Linked DNA regions of Hordeum vulgare: region 1 is linked to region 2. A link is a contact called in public Hi-C data. All regions are on one chromosome and are shown on one strand. Each heading gives the region's core, a stretch centred on a gene start, on an enhancer-like site or on the middle of the called end of the contact. The rest is flanking DNA. Distances are from core to core; before and after follow the strand shown.

Evidence for each region. A called contact is a pair of places that touch in the nucleus more often than the background predicts.
Region 1: a Hi-C map of seedling shows a contact between it and region 2, with 2.1 times the contacts expected there. The contact joins the promoter of LOC123445214 here to the promoter of LOC123445212 in region 2. A contact is called at or near these places in 2 of 6 Hi-C or Micro-C datasets (leaf and seedling).

What each region holds. Positions count from the first base shown.
Region 1 is chr3H:572,078,041-572,080,919 of MorexV3_pseudomolecules_assembly, forward strand. It overlaps LOC123445214 (small ubiquitin-related modifier 1-like), which reads right to left and starts at 1,502. Exons shown (of 3, transcript XM_045122172.1): 1 at 1,292-1,502; 2 at 458-607; 3 at 79-358. The coding sequence starts at 1,375. The coding sequence ends at 287.
Region 2 is chr3H:571,866,340-571,869,222 of MorexV3_pseudomolecules_assembly, forward strand. LOC123445212 (protein XRI1-like) reads right to left here and starts at 1,322. Exons shown (of 9, transcript XM_045122170.1): 1 at 1,059-1,322; 2 at 80-135. The coding sequence starts at 1,093.

The sequences.
Region 1 (2,879 bases), core at 252-2,751, 210 kb after region 2:
ACAGCAAGCCAGAAAACAACAGCACACACGACTGACAATGATGCCTCCCTATGATGAGAAGCCAAAAGAGTTTGCAAATCACTGGGAACAACAAGGCTGGATATATTGGGCAATGGATGATAGTTCAGTCATAACAGCAACAGTACTCAGGATGTTCTTTCACCTCTAGATCCCCCTTGGCAATGGCACACGACCATGGCTTCAAAAGTTCATTCACTTCTTACATTTTACTCTAGTCTAAAAGGTACCATACGACATAGAACAGCCAGGCTGCAGCAACATCCTTCTAAGCGCGACGAAAGCACCCTCCAGTCTGGTGCAGCATGGCATCAATCTCATCGCCTTCTTCCATCTCAAGCTAAAACAATTTGCAAACAATATAATACATCAACAATGGTACAGACTATCGAGTTACTGAATGTTAAGGTTCTATAATGTTGGCATAACAGCAGCATACCTCGTCGGGGGTCTGCTCACCACGGAGCCTACGACCATCAAAAAGGAACGCAATGGAATTGAGATCCACAGACTGGCGGTCACAGTAGGCGTTCATCAGCTTCTTGAGCTGTGTGGATCTCTTGATGCGGAAGAAAACCTCATTGCCATCCTGCAGAACCAAAGAGGGACAAGTGTCAATAGCTAGGCATTGAGTAGACACATATTGCCTGCTGGGAAAAAAAGGGACTGAGGCTCACTATGAAGCAATAAAACCAATTTATTTCCTGGTCCTGCCCTAGTTATGATTTGCCAGATACATATGAATTTTATTTCTGAATACAAATAAAGAAGTAAAAAAAAAAGACTGCACACATCAGTAGAAGTAAGCAAGAGCTAACAACACAAGTTTTGTCTAGGACCTAGGCAACCCTGGTCCCTTACACTTGACCACATTTGGGAATATCCTACCCTACCAGTGGCTAAATAATCCAACTTTATCACTATCAAGCGGGCGAGTCATCAAGATTGACGACGGGTCGGTAAAGTTGCTCGATTATGCTTCCGACCCATCACTCAAGCATTACAAACACATTAGTAGAACATGTACAGCAGGTCCATGACTATCAAGTAGGTTACGAATCGGCCAGACTAGGCAAATGGATCTACAGACTACAGAGCCATGCATCTAAACAAGCCCATCGGCGACGGAGCAGAAACAGAGATCCGGATTCTAAATCGACAGCCCTACCAACCCCAATCCTAGGATCCGACCGCCACCAACCACAACGAGAACCAGTATCTCCATAAAGAAAAGGAGAGGGGAAGACGAGACGGGGAACGGATTGGATCAGACCTGCCCCTTGACCTTGAGGTTGATGTGGGCGCCTCCGCCGTCGCCCGCGGGCTTCTTGTCCTCGTCCGCCGTCACGCCCGACATCTCCGGCGACTCCTCAGTGCTGTGCCGCGCCGCCGAGGAGCTGAGGTCAGGGGTAGGGCCGTAGGGGGATCCGAGCAGGAGCAGGGGAAGAAGAAGAAGACTCGAGTCTGCACGGCGGACGCGGGGGGGCAGGGGAGGTTTATAGCGCGGCCACCCAGAGCCGGATTTAATAGTGGCGTGGCGTCCGGATCCTCCCTGCGCGGGAACCCTATGGGCCGCGCGTGGATTGGCCGGCGTGCCGGGGCTGCTCGCGACACGGATCCCGTGTGGACTGCGCGTACTTTGCACGCAGACCTGGTCAAGGCCCCGTTTCCTTTTGAAAAGAACGGGGTGGCGATCCCCTCCCGCTCTCAACCCAACGTGTATGCGCATGAAACTGTTCTAGTGTCTTCTCGGGGAAGGGAGCTACTATTTGGAATTTCTTCTCCCTTCGACCAAAAGTTGGACTACAACAAGAATTTATTCCTTCCCAAGATTGTTCTTTGCTTGTTTTGAAAGCATTTGTTTCTCTAGAACCGCCGTCAATGTATATTTTACTTAATTCTTATAATTTACACTAAACATCATATGGCGAAACAGTTGATTGTACAACGTTACCGTTTGATCCGAAGTTGTGATGCGAAAATTCTTAGGAGAATGAAATAGAATGAAATACGGATACAAATTAAGTTCAAAGGAAAAAAAAGTAAAGAATATAACAGTCAACAGGAAGTCTTCTATGCACTACCTATAGAGTGATAGAGCCGCCACGATGCCCAAAGTCCGCTAGGATTGTTAGCTATGCGTATTGGATATTTTCATGTGACACTCATTACTCCTATGAAAAATGTTGGAGTACCCGCCTTGCAAGACTCTTCAAGAGGAAGAGGGCCTTCTGGTCGTCTGTCGTTGGACGGCTTGCCGTTGGAGCCTCTTCGGGCGGCTCTAAGCCGTCCGATCTCCTCGAGCGATCTGGGTGGAGGGTCCATGGTGGGTGGACCACCCGACGTTCTCGGGGCCACCCTCATTGGGCAGCGATGGGCGCGCGCGCGATGGCCCTCTTGCGGGCTGCCCTGCGCGCAATGGTACAACGTGAACCCCAACGCCTTGAGTCGTCCATTTCACGGTGTCATGTCGTGGGCTTCTAGAGAGCGCTCTGAGCCGTCCGATATGCCCGAATGGCTCGCACGTGGGCGACCCGTCTAGGCGACTTGAAAGTGCGTTATATCGACTAGAGGAGGGGTGAATAGGCAATTTTTATAAACTTGTCACTCAGGAATTACTACTTGAGGAATTTTGTAAGTGACGAACCACTTGCAGCGGAATAAGTACTCACGTGTCAACATAACATAGCAGTAGCATAGTCGTCATGATGAAATGAAACATACACACAACACGAGTAGCGAGTAAACATGATAGGCAAGTGAAGAACAAGGTGATTGAAGAAATTGAGGTGAGGAAATTAAGAAAGACTTCAGTCAAAGTCTTTAAACAGTAACGATCAATTTCATCAACAAATACTTAA
Region 2 (2,883 bases), core at 72-2,571:
AAATCAGAAGAGTAGCCCTCATCAGTCAACTGGATGCAGTTTTAGGGAAGTAGGAATGATGCAAAGGCGTGCCGCAAACCTGGTAACAGATCCTTCTGCAAATCGAACTCTTGATTCTGCCAGTCCCACATCTCACTGCACAAAGTTGCACATCAAAGAGCATTGTTAGGGATGATGGCCACTCAGGCGTAAACAGTTGGTGAAAGCTTTACATAAAAATGAGTAGAGCGCAGAGTATGCATCTTTGCACAGGCTTATTACACAACAAGAGCTGCAGCCTGAACATGTAAAAAGTCCCAAGTACATCTGAATAGATGGTGAAAAATTCAACTCTTATACTAGCACATTTCAGTGTTTTCCTTTTCCTGCGGACACCAGAATGTTCTTCAGAGCCCAAGACAGCGGTATTGTAGCGCAAAGATTTACAGAAAACATTAACAGCGCAAGGAGTAACTCGCAGTAAAAAAAAGGAAACCTTTGAGGATTAGGAAAGCTTGGGCATTCGCATGTAAGAAACAGCCTGGCATGGGCATGGGCATGGGCCAAAGAAACAGAGGCAGGAGAAAATGGAAGGACGCCATGAACAGCAGCTAGCTAGGGTTTAACAGCAAAAGACAAGACCAGCACCAACGCACACACGGCCAGCCATCCCTAGTCGCAACCAACCACGGTACGGCACAAAAGAGGAAACTAAAAGCCTCCGTCAAAAGAAGACATGATCCTTTTTTTCTCTCCCAGAATTGGAAGTCTTTTCCCCTGCCCTGCTTGGTTCCCCAAACATCATGCGAGGACGAAAAGATGAAGAAGACGATGAGGACGGAAAAGGGCGGTACTAGCACCAACGGAGAAGTAACCGCCGTACCGAGAAAGCGAAATTAGGGCGGCTCAACCAGTGGAGGGGGACGACGGGATTAAGGCCCGAAGAAGAAACAAATCGCGCGACTCAACGAAAAAAAAATACGGCAAGCTTTTTTTTCTCCGGCCGCGCCGTACGGTGGTCGGCGAGGATGAAGAAACCGGACGGAGGAGGGAGGGGGAGGAGGACGAAGGAGAGGCACCTCTGATCGCCAATGCCGCCGTCGAAGTCCATCATCCCCCGCCGCGGACCGGATCCGAGGCCGGCGGCGCTCTAAAGGGAAAGGCGGAGAAGGAAAGGAAGGAAGCGGAGGGGGGACGCGGAGTGGGGAGCGGGTGGAGCGGGACGGAGGAAGGGACTGGAGACTGGAGAGTGGGCGCAGTGGTGGTGGTGGTGGTGGTGGGAGCAGTTTATCCCTCCCTCCCTCAGTCACCTCTCCCTCGTGCTTCTCTCTACGGGCCCCCGTCCGTCCCCGAGAAAACAAAGCTTGCGCCTTTATTGCCTCCCCCCCCTCCCCCCTCTCGCTCGCTCTCCAAGGTGACCGCTCAAGGGGGGCGCGGGGGCCGAGGACGAGAAGACGATGATTATCCTATGACTAATCGGCCAATTCACGGATCAGTCGGTAATGATGATTAATTTATCAGGGCAGTTTCAGGTTTAGGCTTTGCCCCGCCCCGTAGCCTTGTGGCGGAAGGAAGGAAGGAAGGGGAAAGAAAGAAAGAAACCGTGCGGCGCGGCCGCGCAGGCTGTCCGTTGGCGGTACCACGGCGGAACGGAACCGGTGGCATGGCATTTCCGCGCCGTGCCTCGGCCGACGACGTGCTCGGACGCACCTGCAGTCTCCACGAGCAGTATCAGAACGGGCTCTCGCTTCAAGCTGACTCGTTGTTATGTGCACATCTTCAAGTTTGCATTATTTTTTTCCCTCAGAAAAGAAGTTTTCATTATTTTTAGAAACCTTTTACAAAAAACATTAGAAACCTTATTATGTTTTCATTTTAGTCTTTACATTCTTGTGAGCTGTACAAAAATATGCCCAAACTCCCCGTTTTTCACAACATATAATTGGCTCAAGTTCTTTCATCTTTTTCGCCAATTAATCATAAAAAACAATTTAGAAAATGATTCCCCCCTTCATCCGGCGATATGACGCTCGCGTCGGTCAACTCACACGTGATCCGTGTGTCTCTGCGTGTCCCCACCACCGCCCCTCTTTCGGGAGCGTTATTTTCCTTCCACACGAAGCTTCCTCGGCGTCTAGCGCTCGTGTCGGATACTTTCGCGACGAAGCTTCCTCGATGTCTACCGCTCCCTCGGTCACACGATGTTATGCTGGCAGTGGTTACTTTCGCGACGAAGCTTCCTCGGTGTCTACCGCACCCTCGGGCACACGATGTTGTGCTGGCAGCAGTTACTTTCCCAATGAAGCTTCCTCGGCGCCTAGTGCTACCCTTGGTCAGACGATGCTATGCTGGCGGTAGTTACTTTCTCGACGAAGCTTCCTCGACGTCTAGTGCTACCCTTGGTCAGACGATGTTGTGGTGGCGGTAGTTACTTTCCCAACGAAGCTTCCTCGACGTTATTAGACTGTATATATGCGTAGTCTCTGTACATGACTTGTAATCTCTAATGTACACTTTGTATATATATATATATATATATATATAAGATAATCGCACCCATCAAAGGGTGTTGAGCAGTTCCCTAAACCTAAGTTTTACATGCTATCAATATAGGTCGATCTATGTCTTTCGTTGCCGTCGCCGCACCTCCCCAGCCCCGCCGTCATCGTCTCCTCTGGCTCTCCAGTCGCTGTTCATGGCGTCTGGACCGCTGGCCGCGATTCATCTGGGGGCGTTCGTGGGGCCCTCGACCGCTGCTCCCATCGCCTTTGCATCACGCGGCGCTCGTCCGTCGGCCCCGCCTCATGGGTCGCATCTGCCGCAGCCCTACGTGTCGCCGTCGTCGTCGTCCTACTGGGCGCCGCCGTCGCAGCCCTATGAGGCGCAGTCGGCTCAGCCCAACGG